2 separate regions of the Sus scrofa genome follow, and region 1 is linked to region 2. The links are chromatin contacts, called in public HiChIP or PLAC-seq maps. All regions are on one chromosome and are shown on one strand. Each heading gives the region's core, a stretch centred on a gene start, on an enhancer-like site or on the middle of the called end of the contact. The rest is flanking DNA. Distances are from core to core; before and after follow the strand shown. Region 1 holds the start of SSTR1 (somatostatin receptor 1). Region 2 holds the start of CLEC14A (C-type lectin domain family 14 member A).

What was found. HiChIP or PLAC-seq counts read pairs in DNA pulled down with a chosen protein or histone mark.
Region 1: an H3K27ac HiChIP or PLAC-seq map of skeletal muscle shows a contact between it and region 2, with 2.7 times the contacts expected there. The contact joins the promoter of SSTR1 here to the promoter of CLEC14A in region 2. A contact is called at or near these places in 2 of 47 Hi-C or Micro-C datasets (embryonic fibroblasts and fibroblasts) and 1 of 2 datasets of contacts at active chromatin or transcription factors (skeletal muscle).

What each region holds. Positions count from the first base shown.
Region 1 is chr7:61,889,374-61,896,179 of Sscrofa11.1, forward strand. SSTR1 (somatostatin receptor 1) reads right to left here and starts at 4,755. Exons shown (of 1, transcript NM_001190231.1): 1 at 3,583-4,755. The coding sequence starts at 4,755. The coding sequence ends at 3,583.
Region 2 is chr7:61,823,831-61,830,942 of Sscrofa11.1, forward strand. It overlaps CLEC14A (C-type lectin domain family 14 member A), which reads left to right and starts at 1,858. Exons shown (of 1, transcript XM_005666193.3): 1 at 1,858-4,130. The coding sequence starts at 2,226. The coding sequence ends at 3,707.

The DNA.
Region 1 (6,806 bases), core at 3,505-6,004, 68 kb after region 2:
TAGTATCCATGAGGATGCAGGTTTGATGCCTGGACTTGCTCAGTGGGTTAAAGATCTGGCCTTGCTGTGAGCCATGGTGTAGGTTGCAGCCATGGCTTGGATCCTCTGTTGCTGTGGCTGTGGTGTAGGCTGTTAGCTACAGTTTGGATTCGACCCCTAGCCTGGGAACTTCCATATGCCATGGGTGTGGCCCTAAAAGGCCGGGGAGGGGGGGAGGAATAGGGGGCCAGCCAGGAGGTTATCTAAACTTATCGAAATAAAATTTTGAAATTTTCTGAAAAAAATTGGATGCTGGAGAATTTATTTAATGTTTCTTCCCAGCTAACCAGCTAGAAGCCACTTGGAATAATTTTCAGAGTTAATACTAAAAGAACAAAATGTTTTTTACACATTGGAGCTATGAGTTCAATTTGCCACCTTGCTAGAACTTTTAAAAATATTAAAAAGACAAAAGTCTAGCTATTCTTAGTCGTAGTGAGATAGGGTAGAGAACTATAAAGGCTAGAGTTACTTTTTCCTAAGTTTGCCACTCTAAAATAAATACCACTCTAAAAATAAGCCACTCTAAAAAAACCACTCTGAAAAATAAAATATGTTAAGAAAACAAACAAATGAAAAACCTCTCCTAGTAATGCTTAAATTCTTCAAGGGATGGACATGGCCGTCATTGAACAAAACATAAATGTCTTTCTATTTTATGTTGAAATCTGATTTTTGTATTTTCTTAACCCATTGTCCTCTGAAACATCTTTAAGAGATCCCTTTTTTTCTCTTCCATGAACTTTCCCTGGGATGTCAATTAGCAGTTTCTTGGTTCCCACAACAAAGTCTGAGGTCATAAATGAGAGCAGACAGTAATTTAATCTGTGAGCGATTATTTTAATCTATGAGTGATTGTGATATCATCTGGTTAGTTTGGTGACAACTGCACATGGAGTACACTGCTTCCTACTCATACTGACTCGTTTTTTGGTTGTTGTTGTCATTTTCTTTCTCTCTTTCTGAACTAAAAACTTTCTTTAAAAAAAAATTCAGACTACAATCTCAATCTTGGTAAAATTTCCAAAGGTAATCTGGAATCTTTCCTCTTAAAACCTCAGTGAAATATAGGGCAACCAAGCCAATATGTGTATATTTTTAGGTAATCTATGGAAACAGTAAAATTCAAGTGGCAAATTCAGACAACTTGCAACAACATAATACATTTGTTTATTAAGTTAATATTACAATGGTAACAGGTTAAGAGCACTAGATTTGTGTCCTCTTAAGAGGAAAATGATCAAGATTTTGATTTGTAAATCTCTCTGTTCTTAACCATTAAAAATCTATTTTCAAAGGAGTAATAATACGCATTATTTTTAAATGACAGATCTAAACCTTCATATTAATGACCAAAAGCATATTTGTCCATTAAACAAAACTTTGGGGACATTTTAACTCTTGGTTACTGCTTTTAGGAAAGCACAACGTTCTTGAAGCAAAATACACAAAACATGTTTCCAAAGTGATTTCAACCAGTGTGTATCATGTCATTGAGGGAACCTGAGAACCCCAGATGTTGAGAACTCCCAATTATTGTAATACACTCTGGTTTACTTAAACAATCAGCCAACAAACATGTATTTAGTGCCTATTATGTACAAGCCAGCATATTAAAGCAATACAGGAAATACAAAGAAGTAAAATTATTGGTCCTTGCTCTACTCAGGTTTCCAAGGGAGTTGGTTAGATTAAACACAGACACAAATTATTTTACTTTCAATGTCTTCAAAAGAAGGGATGATGTTAACTAGATTGTATGTTATAATCACCTATGCTTGAAACCTAGAGGAAGCAGGGACATAAGCAGGGCCATTCTCCATCCTTGGTGCTGATAAAGTCTGTCTGGATCAGATTCCGAAGCTCCAAGTTTGAGGGCTACTTGAACTCTCATATCTGAACGTGTTCTAGCCAGTCTCACACCTGTCACTGTTAGTGACTGTATTTGGCAACTGTTGCATGGACTCATGACAAGGGAGCAAAATAAACATATATATATATACTATGTGAGTATAGGATGACATTAAAAGCTAGGCTTCCGGACTTTCCACTCTGCCTGGGAGGAGGCTCACCCACACTATCATTTATTTATTACAAGACAAACAATAAATTACATAAGAAAAGTATGAACAAAAAAATCTCCAAACTTTACTGGACACAAGCAAAACTAAAAGGCTAGAGGAAAGGGTAAGAAAAGAGGGCCTAGCAAAAAGAGATTTTGAGGGGGTCTTGGAGAGAGAGCTTTCCCCCACTGCCGCCTCCACGCCCACCCCACCTGCAGTGTCCTGAAGAAAAGGCCCTGGGCTAGGCAAGTGGAGAAAAGGAAAGCTGAACTACATCTTTCAAACAACACAATTAAATAAATAAATAAATACGATAAGCAAGAAAATAACGTATTAGGCACCGCTTGAAAGGCAGCAGTCCTCAGGCAGGGCGGGCCACACTCCTAGCCTGCGGGTGGCGGTGACGCGGTCAGATGGGCAGAGGCTAGGAAGGCGTCAGCCGAGGTCCGTGCCCGATGTCTATTGTTATTCTTAAATCTGCACCTCCTGAAGCTGGTTGAGGGACAGAGCCTAGAGGAGCTGCAGCCCTGCTCCTGGGCGGCCCCTGGGGGAAATGCGCCCTGCGCCCTGGCCTGCCTGGCCCAACCCAGACCAGTTCCCTGGGAGTGCCCAGAGCTTGGTCTTTGAAACCCGAAGCGCCCTTAATAAGGTCGGGAGGTTGGCCTCCATTACAACCCCCTCCCCCAACCCTGAATCTTAAAAACAAACAAAAAAACCCTAGTCGCTTGTTCTCAGCTCCTTTTTGCTCCAAAGAGGAAGTTGGATAAGGACTGCAGAATGCCTGGGGTTCGAAGCGCGGGACCGATTTTACTAAGCACCTGGCTCCGCTCTGGTGGAACGGGAGTGGAGGAGGGGCTCGAGGAAGCGCGCACCTTCCTTCGCCCCGAGAGTGGGAGAAAAGATCAGCTGCCTAGGTCCTTCTCAAGTCCGACTTCCCTTAAAGTAGGGCTGCGGAAAGGGAGAGCCGTGGCTCTCCAGACTCCGCTAGGAGCATCAAGCGGAGTCTGGCGAGCGAGGGGTGCGGCGGGGCGCGGCAGGGCGCGGCTGAGGGAGAGCTAGGGACGCAGCCCGAAGGAAACCCGCGGCGGTAACCGTGCCTCAGCTTAAACACAAATAACAGCTGGCGGGGCTGAGGGTCAGGCTGAGTTGGCGACGTTAATTAAGTTCATGATCATTACTGGCAGGACGGGGCGGAAAGAAAGACCGAAACTGCAGTGTGGAGCCTAAAGGGGTGCAGAAGTGCAAGCGCAGTGGAAGAAGAAGCGAAAGAGGAGAAAGGGGCCCTCTAGCTTTTCCAGTTTATAAGCAAAGCGCCCAACGCCGCCTTTGTCGCGCACCTTTCCCGGGTCTCCACCTGAAGCGCATAAGCTCCTACCCCAACTCATCCCATCGCACCCTGATCCTTTCACCTCTCGCTCCCCGCCTCCCTTCCTCCTCTTCCTCCTCTTCTCTTGGCGAAAGGCTCCTGCTTGGCCTGGGCTCAGAGAGTAGTGATCCGGGACGTGCAGGTGCCATTACGGAAGACGCCGCCGGACTCCAGGTTCTCGGGCTGGAAGTCCTCCACGCTGTAGGCGCGGCTCTTGAGGGCTGTAGCATAGTAGTCGACTGGCTCCTCGGCGGCGTTGTCCATCCAGCTGAGGCAAAGGATGCGCTGGAACGAGCGCTTGAAGTTGTCTGAAAGGAAGCCATAAAGGATGGGGTTGGCGCAGCTGTTGGCATAGCCAAGGATGACCGACAGCTGGCTCACTGTGGCGTCGTCCTGCTCTGCGAACACGTTGACCAGCTGCACCACATAGAAAGGCATCCAGCAGATGACAAACACCATTACCACCATCATCACCATCAGGGTGATCTTGCGCTCCGAGCGCTTGCGCTGCTGCCAGCCGGCCTTAAGGGCCACCATGCGCATTTTGGCAATGATGAGCACGTAGCACAGGCAGATGGCCCCGACCGGCAGCAGGAAGCCCATGAGAAAAGTGTACAACACGAAGCCCACCAGCCAGCGCTGGGCAGGCTCGGGCATGAGCATGTTGCAGGCCACCGTGCCGTCACTGTTGGCTGCAGTGCGTGAGAAGACCACGATGGGCAGAATGACCAGCAGGGATAGCACCCACACGCCCAGATTCACCACCTTGGCCACGGTGGGCCGGCGGTAGCGTGCCGCCTTGATGGGGTGCACCACAGCCACATAGCGGTCCACGCTAAGCACAGTAAGACAGTAGATGCTGGTGAACATGTTGACTGCGTCCACGCTGAGCACGAGGCGGCAGAGCAGTGCACCGAAGGGCCAGTGGCGAAGCAATGTGGAGGTGACCAAGAAGGGCACGCTGAGCATGAGCAGCTCATCAGCGATGGCCAGGTTGAGGATGTAGATGTTGGTGGCTGTCTTCATCTTGGCATAGCGCAGGATCACGTAGATGACCATGGAGTTCCCACACAGCCCCACCAGGCACACCACGGAGTAGATGAAAGAGATGAGGATAGCGCTGCCCTGGCCCTCGCTCAAGGTCCCGTTCTGGGATGCATTTCGCCCTGGCTCCTCCATCCCGTCTGCAGTGCCGGCCCCAGGGCCCCTGCTGCCGCTGCCTTCGCCGCAGCTGCCCGGGCAGGGGCTAGGAGAGGAGGGAGAGGAGGCGGTGCCATTGGGGAACATCTCAGCTGATGGGGGCCGATGGGGCTGCCTGGGCTGGGGAGTTCTTGCGCCCTCGCTGCTTGCGCCCTCACTCGGCACCCTGGCCGTCCGCCGGCAGCTCAATGCCGCCAGGCGCCTGGGGGAAGCACTCAGCGGCTGCTTGGAGCACGGCTCCACCAGCGCCTGCGGAGCGCATCGCCCAGTGGCTGCCTGCGCGCATCCGCTTGCCGCTCCAGGGCGCCTGGGCACAGGCGAGCCTGGAGTGGGGAGGCCGGGAGACTAGAGCCCCGCGCGACACAGCCATTAACTGCCGCGGCTGCGAGCTGGTCAATGATTAATAGGCACGGCCAGCGCGTCAGCAGCTACGGGGGGGGGGGGGGGCGGAGAAAAAGAGGGAAGAAGGCGATATAGGTGGCTTATCACCCCTCGACCAATTTTTTTCTTTCCCAGTTTTAAGCTCCGATCGACTAGAGCAGCTGCTTCCGGGGTTCCCCTGCAGTACCCCTTCACCCATCCTTTAGGGGAACCTGGGGAGTTTCTCCGATTTTCTGGAGGGTGGGTGGGAACGAAAGGTGTAGATTCTGTTCCATCCCGCCCGGCTCCTATCCAAAGCAAAGACTGAAGCAGACCCCAACATAGATGTCTGGAATTCATCTCAGTTTTCCTCAGTTGATGACCCCCTCTGAGGGACCCCAACTTTACTCTGGTGCAATCGTCCAAAGCCCTAAACTCCCACCTCCCGCCCCGCCTGCCCTGCCCCTCAGATTTGCCCCGGAAGCTTCTAGTCCTTACCCAGGGCGCGCTACCTCCGGACCGACGCGTAGATGGCCCGTGCAAAGTGCCGGTGCGGGTCTAGCAGCGCGGTGACGTTCTCCGCACGGTCCCACTCCTTTTCTTGGGCGGGACCCCAGCACAGGCGCACAATCGGATACTCTTAAGAGTCTCGGAAACTGACCCTAAGCCGCCAGCATCAGGAGGAGGAAGGACAGCAACGTGGGATAGGAGTTTCTATGTTACAATCCCGCAGGCAGCTCTTCGCAGGCGGGAGTGTTCAGGGGCCTGAGAAAACCATTGCGAATCTCTTAATAAAGCTTGTAGTGCCCAGAGCCTCCAGCGTCTCCCAGAGGAATATCGACTGCAGAAAGGAAAATGCGCGGCTGGGAGCATGAAAGGAGCCGGAGGTTGTTCCCCCCACCCTCCCGAAACGTGCCAGGCGCCGTTTTGGAAATCAATCTAGGTGTTCGCTGGGGATAGATAAAGCCTGAGCCGCTCGAAAGCCTCCGCCAGCTCCTCCGCTGTACTTTGTACCCCAGAGAGTTGGCTGGCCCGGGAGGAGGAGAGGCCCGGGGTGAGCTGGGATGCCAGTCGGGGCCAACCTTGCAGGTGACCAGACCTGCCACAAACTCCAGGAACAGCAGGACGACCTTCAAGTCTTTCTGTGAAATACTTGAGATTTCAGCCTTTTCTGAGGTCCCAGGATTTGTGTCTAAACCTTGAAGACGCAGAAACCAATGTCGGCTCGCCCCAGTCTCCCTAACCACTTAAGAACTGAACAGTTACTGTGTTTTGTTTTGTTTTGTTTTTTTCAAGTCAATTATCATGATTTTTGACGACTTCTAGGATCTTTCACCATCCTAGTCTGGGCTCCCTTTGGCTTTCCAGTTGTTCCAGTCCAACTGATCAAGCTCCCCCATTCTTTCCAAGACCCCTTCAAGTCTTACTCTGAACCGTGCTGGTTCACAGAAGACGACCTGCAGCAGCCTAGTGCTTCCCCGCCTCTTCAAGCCTTAGCGTTGTGTCTAGTTTTGTTAGTTCCACCTCTCAACCAGGTGGCTCCCACTGTGCTGTGAGTCTCAGCTTACCTCCTCTTCCCAACAGAACAGTTTACACTAAGGTGAGGCCAACTTAAACAGCAACTAAACTCCACATGGAAGGTATTTGTACCAGACAGTGCAGAATGCAGAAATGTATGCAGAAATTTGAAAAGAAAAAAAAAAGTACAAATCCTTTTGTCACCTTGCTTTATCTGGATGTCATTTGTATGTATGTGTTTTAGTTCTTAAAACTAAGTG
Region 2 (7,112 bases), core at 608-3,107:
CTCAAGAGATGTTTAAAACATCTAAGAGATTTTCCTTGACTACTTAGATTTGTAGAAGTTTTATTTTATGAAAATACACATTACTACATAAACATTTACCAACACACAGTCATTGGATAGCAAAGGTATATAGCGTTGGCCCAAGTAATTAGGTCTTTTTTAAAATCCACTCAATTAGATTTCTAGACTTTCATGTTCCTTTTTCATAAGGCATTAATTTAAATGCAAAGTCATGTTTAAGATGATTCTCAGGCATCTGAAATGAAGGACTAATGAATGTCCTTCAAATTGGTCTTTTTGCTATTTCTTTGGGCCGCTCCCGCGGCATATGGAGGTTCCCAGGCTAGGGGTCTAATCGGAGCTGTAGCCACCAGCCTACGCCAGAGCCACAGCAACGCTGGATCCGAGCCGCGTCTGCAACCTACACCACAGCTCACGGCAACGCCGGATCGTTAACCCACTGAGCAAGGGCAGGGACCGAACCCGCAACCTCATGGTTCCTAGTCGGATTCGTTAACCTCTGCGCCACGACGGGAACTCCTGTCCTTCAAATTGGGAAACAGCAGGGGTAGGAGAGAACACCTGCTGCAAAACTCCACAGTCAGCAAAAGCAAAGTAAGCATGATGATTATCCTTGGTGTTTACTATCATTTGTTAAGATATGTAGAATTTGCAAGAGGAGAGAGAAAGCAGTGGTTAAAATGGGGTAGGAGCACACAGATGTGATCCTGAAAACTTCCTTCCTACCCCTCCTCACTACCCAGAACAATCCAATCCGGAACAAGTGAGTTTAAAAGCAGCATGGTGGGCATTACCCACAGAGTGGCAACTTTCAAGCAGCATGGATAGTGAAGAGGGTTTAGTTGAAACTCCTTATGTATTTCTGATTGCAACTTATCTGGTCACTGTGAACCGAGAGAGATAATAGATTTTCTAAAATAATGCACAGTGTCTAAATTGCAAGAAAACCTTTCACAGATAGTGTGGTTTGACGTTCCTTCCTTTACTTGATTTTAATTCCTTGCTACTTTCAGTTGCATTGAAGTGTTTATACTAAAAACACTCATTGGAACACTGAAGAAAATGGCTCACTTATTTTTAAGCAGCAGAGCATTTTTCTTACAGTATGCAATACAAATTATAATATTTTAATTTCTTAAGGATTTTTAGCTCTCATTTCCCTTAGAGGGGACTTTTACAACTTACTGCTACAAATATTGGCACATAAGCATAGGAGAAAATATTAAAATAGTTCAAGGATAAAATCTACACATTGGGTAGTTATTCTCAAACAGGTCACAGTATCATTTATATATAACCTATAAGCTTGAAGAAATTCTCAGCCAATATAGCAGTCAGGAAACCAAACAACATAATTTAAGGTCTATGGCCATTATTTTTCATTTAGGCCTAGAAATACATTTCCTTTCCTGAATGAACCAATAGGGCCATTTCAAAGAGAAAGAAATATAAGGCAAGCGTTGGCAAAGAAGCAGGCTTTCCCCTTTATATACCCAAAAGGAACTCCTAAATTCTTTTGACTAGCAATTAGTACGCCTGAATCTCCCTCGACAGCACAGAGAAGCAGAGCTGGGAAGACTCTGGCAGCTACATAGCGCTGCCTCTGGTAGTGAGGAGAGATGTTTATAAGTCTCACAACATTTATTTCCTCCACAGTACAGGACAAAGGCTGGACCCGTCTACAAATTGTGCGGCCAACTCCATGGCTTTGGACCAAACACAATGGGCGGGCGTGGGCGGTCAGCAAGTTCCTCTTCTCCAGCCCTTCCTGCCAGTGTTCGCTATTAGGCTAAAGTATTCAGAGATCCGAGGTTCTGAAACTCTCTGGGGGGAGGGATACACTTCTTCCCAGTGGCGAAAGTTTCTTTTTCTCCTGCTCTACGCAGGGTGTTTGACCTTCTGGTGGAGGACTTCGTTCCCCGTGCCCTGGCGCCAGCTGTGTTCCTGACCCCAGAATAAATTAGGGCTGCACGGGGCCTGGCAGAACTCAGGACACATTTCCTGTCCCGGCCCAAGGGAAGCCGTTTGCCGCCAGGACCCTGGCGGGGATTCTTGGCGGTTGAGGGGCCGGGAGGGAGTAGGATGAGGCGGGGTGCGGGGGAAAGCCAGCTGTGGGGGGCGGTGACCAAGCTCTAGGGACAGCTCCAAGCCCTCGGGCGGGACAGATCCAAGCTGGGAGCAGCTGTAGGAGCTGGGCCTCCAAGATGAGGCCAACCCTCGCCCTGTGCCTCTTCTGGCAGGCGTTCTGGCCCCGGCCCGGCGGTGGTGAGCACCCCACTGCCGATCGCGCGGTCTGCTTGGCTTCGGGAGCCTGCTACAGCCTGCACCATGCTACCTTCAAGCGCCAGATGGCCGAGGAGGCCTGCAACCTACGGGGCGGGGTACTCAGCACGGTGCGCGGGGGCGCCGAGCTCCGTGCGGTTCTCACGCTCCTGCGAGCGGGCCCTGGACCTGGAGGGGGCTCCAAAGACCTTCTTTTCTGGGTGGCGTTGGAGCGCAGACGATCCCACTGCACCCTGGAGAATGAGCCATTGCGGGGTTTTTCCTGGTTGTCCCCCGACGACGTCGGCGAGTCGGAAAGTGACACGCTGCAATGGGTCGAGGAGCCCCAACGTTCTTGCACCGCTCGGAGTTGCGCAGGACTCCAGGCCACTGGGGGAATTGAGCCCGCAGGCTGGAAGGAGATGCGATGCCACGGACGTGCCAACGGCTACCTGTGCAAGTATCAGTTTGAGGGCTTGTGTCCCGCTCCGCGCCCTGGGGCCGCTTCTAACTTGAGCTACCGCGCGCCCTTCCAGCTGTACAGCGCAGCACTGGACTTCAGTCCCCCTGGGACCGAGGTGAGTGCGCTCTGCCCCGGACAGCTCTCCATCACAGCCACCTGCAGGGTGGATGGGGTCGGCGCACGCTGGGACGGGATACCCTCAGGGGCCGTGCTCTGTCCCTGTCCTGGGAGGTACCTCCGAGCTGGCAAATGCTCGGAGCTCCCTGACTGCCTAGACGACTTGGGAGGCTTTGCTTGCGAGTGTGCTGCAGGCTTCATGCTGGGGAAGGATGGACGTTCTTGTGTAACCAAAGGGGAAGGACAGCCAGGCCCTGGGGGGACGAGGGTGCCCACCTGGCACCCGCAAGCCACTGCAGCCAGCGCTGTACCTAAGAGAACGTGGTCACCCAGTGTCCAGGAGAAGCCAGGAGAGCTACCCCATGCCCCTGAACAAGGCAGCTCAGCAACATCTATTCCCGAGGAGATTCCTCGATGGGGAGCCCAGAGCACGACATCTACCCTTCACATGTCTCCTCTAACAGAGTCAAAGGCCGACAACACCTCCTCGGGAACTGTGATTCCCAAGTTTAATTCCACATCTTACTCTGACAATCCCCAGGCTTTCGATGCTTCCTCCACCGTGGTCTTCATACTGGTGAGCATAGCGGTGGTAGTGTTGGTGATACTGACCGTGACGGTGCTGGGGCTCTTCAAACTCTGTTTCCACAAGAGCCCTTCTCCTCAGCCAAGAAAGGGGCCTTTGGCCCCACAGGGCACGGATAGTGATGCTGAGGCCACTGCTCCGAGCTCTACTTCCGCACATTGCACAGAGAACGGGGTGAAGGTGGAGGACTGTGGTCTGTGGAACAGAGTAGAGGGAGCTTCGCGGCCAGGGTCTTCTCTTGGCTCTGGTGACACATAGGGAAACTGAAAACAGCAAACACTTGTGAGCAGAGTTTTTCACTTCCAATGAAAAGGGAAAAGGAGAAGAACTTATTTGTGGAACTGATAATTCCTACAGAAATTCCCCTTCCCCTAAATTCCCTCTCCTCCACTGAGGAGCCAAATCTGGACTGGACACTCCTTCCCTGAAGATGGAGGAAGTGGAAGTGCCTTAGGGTAGTATTCAGGAGCCAGGGACAGGTATTTTCTTGTGTTTATTCTGGGAGATTTGAAGAAATGATTGAACTTTTTAAGACACTGGAAGCAAATAGAAAAAATTTTTTTTATTTTATTTTTCTACCAAAATGGAAAGGAAATCTGCCTACATTGTTCAGGCTACAAATATGTTGGTTTGAAGTCCCCAGGCAAAAAAATAAAGGATTGTTGATAACCCAGACTCGAATATCACTGGTTTCCTGGAGGATACTTGTTCAGGAATAACACTGAAGGGCATGCTGGGAATAGCAGCCTGGGTGCCTCCTGCTTTTAGATTGACGGGGGAGGTCTTTGAAATGAGGAGTAGATTTTAAGAATTTTTTCCTTGGTTCTTTCATACTTCACTTTCAAAGTCATTGTTATTTGTGTGCTCTGCTATAAATCCAAACTGTAGTGTTGCCAGAGTTGCTGGCTCTAGAAGGAAATTATAGTTGACCACCAGTTTCAAGTGTTTACTGTGTGTCCTTGCTCAAGGAAACAAATGATTTGTGTTTTCCTCTTCCAATATTTGTGCTCTCCTGTGTAATGACCTCCCCAGCCAAATAGCCCTCTCTTAAACATCAGGATGCCAATCCTCACTTCCAATTATGGTGATGTTAATTTTCAATTAAAATGTTGATGCTAAGTATTGATTAGAAATCTTCTGGGTACATTAAAGCAAAAGTAAGCTGAAATTCCTCCAAAGTTGCTAAGTTCTTCTGCACTGTTTAATCCATGGAAAACTTTGAATTCCAAACCGTTTCCTTGCCTTTTAATGAAAGTGTGTGCAGTGACCATACATGGGGTGGGATGAGCACAGTTTAACATGATTCTACATGGTAAAGGCATCAGGTAAGCAGCTTTCCATAAGAACTACTAGTATAAGAAATAAGTGGAAAGTACAAATAATTTATCTTCTCATTATGACTTGGAGTATTATAGAATTATTGAAATGGAGCATTCCTCTAAAAAATGTAAGACATAATAATAATAATCAGCTATCTGCTAGGACTGAGACCCCTAGAAGATATACCACTTCTATTAATATGCTAATACCTAAATCTAAATGCGTGGGGTTGGTGCATGGGACAGAGACAGAGAAACAAGCTGAGTAACCAGGAAGACTGGAAACAGGGAAAAGTTTATACTGTAATTTTTGTAAAAATCATTTTGATGTTCTTGAGTATATAGTGAATGATATATATGTATGTATGCATATATAACATATGGTATTGTAACATGAAAAGAATAAAATAATAGGTAATTTTCTTCATATATTAAATACATGTCTAAATAGTTATATTTAAATAACGTCAGAAATGAGCTAGAGTTAACAACATTCAGAGGAATTGACATAAAGTCATTTCACAAGCAAAACTAAAACCAGGTAAGTAAATGGCTTACCCAGTGTCCCCATCTTCTCAGAGTGTCTCAGTTCACCTAAGTTGTGGTGTTTTATCTTTGTTCTTTACCATATGACCTCTCTATAGAGAAGGCAACTATTTGAATAGAATACATGGTGCTTACTTTTGTAACTTGAAAAATAGCTCCATCTATAACTGAACTGTAAATTACCTATATCTAGAATTAGCTATATCTAGAAGTATTTATATCTGTCCTTGTGAATGTGTATACACACACTTTGTCTTAGAGTACCCTTGTATCATTGTTACAATGCAATAGAGTATGCATCATTAACTTACTATGCAACATGCCACTGGTAGCATTACAAATCTCAAATCTCAGGGTGCAAATGCCCTAGCAAAGAATAAATAGGTGTCAGCTCAATTACTTAGCTGTCATTCCCTATTATTTCCCCATGTGAGTAGATCAGGAAAAAGTTAGAGAAAACTATATGTTTTCATATTTGACTTCCTGACAGCTAGAAATTGCAGACCAAGCTTCGCATAATTTCCTTTGATTTCTGGCTGTGATGTTTTCCATAATATTTTGAATCCATGGCAGAATCAGGCCAGCCAAGCATGATCTCTTAAGAACTAACTAAGGTTAAGGTTACTGTTCTTCCTTTGGACTACTTCTCCACTATCATTTCCTTATTTCTCCAACCTCTTTGAGGTTTCTTTCTTTCCTACTTAAAATTCTCTGTCCCTGCACTCATAGCTAACTGTTCAGTTTTCCTTAAAAGGAAAACTTGGAACCTAATTTACAGTTTTTCTTTCTAGCATAAGTCCTGCCATCATCTTACAGTCTCCAAGTCCTTATGTGTCACTCTTTCAATGCCTGTGCCTCTCAGTTCCTTGACTTGGTCACTTCTAATGACCTCCACTGCAGTTCTGAAACTGCTCTACATCACAAATTCAGGTATTTGTGAGTATGCACACATGTTAAGAGACCTGTACTTTACTGAATTTTGCCAGTGATTTGAAGTAAACCATTAACACTTGAACTTTGGGATTCCTTCTTTCTTTTTATTTTTTTTTAATTTTATTTTTTTATCATTTATTTATATATATTTTTTCTACTATACAGCATGGTGACCCAGTTACACTTACATGTATACAGTCTTTTTTCTCACATTATGTGTTCCATCATAAGTGAATAATAAGCCTTGGTGTGAATAGTATTAACCTGACATGGTATCATTCTTTTTCTTTTCTTTCTCTCTTTTTTTGGGGGGGCAGTTTCATATATACAGAAGTTGCAAGTACAGTAAAAGTAACTTTTTTTTCATGAATTGTTTGAATAATGTCTCATGACCTCTAAATACTTTAATGATTACTTCTAAGTTATTTAGTTTTTTGGTATTTACAATTATTCATAGATAGTATTCCCATATAATTATTTTTTTTTTCCTGCTGTACAGCATGGGGATCAAGTTACTCTTATATGTATACATTTTTTCCCCACCCTTTGTTCTGTTGCAATATGAGTATCTACACATAGTTCTCAATGCTACTCAGCAGGATCTCCTTGTAAATCTATTCTAAATTGTATCTGATAACCTCAAGCTCCTGATCCCTCCCACTCCCTCCCCCTCCCATCTGGCGCCACAAGTCTGTTCTCCAAGTCCATGATGTTCTTTTCTGTTGAGATGTTCATTTGTGCTGGATATTATATTCCAGTTATAGGTGATATCATATGGTATTTGTCTTTGTGACTCATTTCACTCAGTATGAGAGTCTCTAGTTCCATCCATGTTGCTGCAAATGGCATTATGTCATTCTTTTTT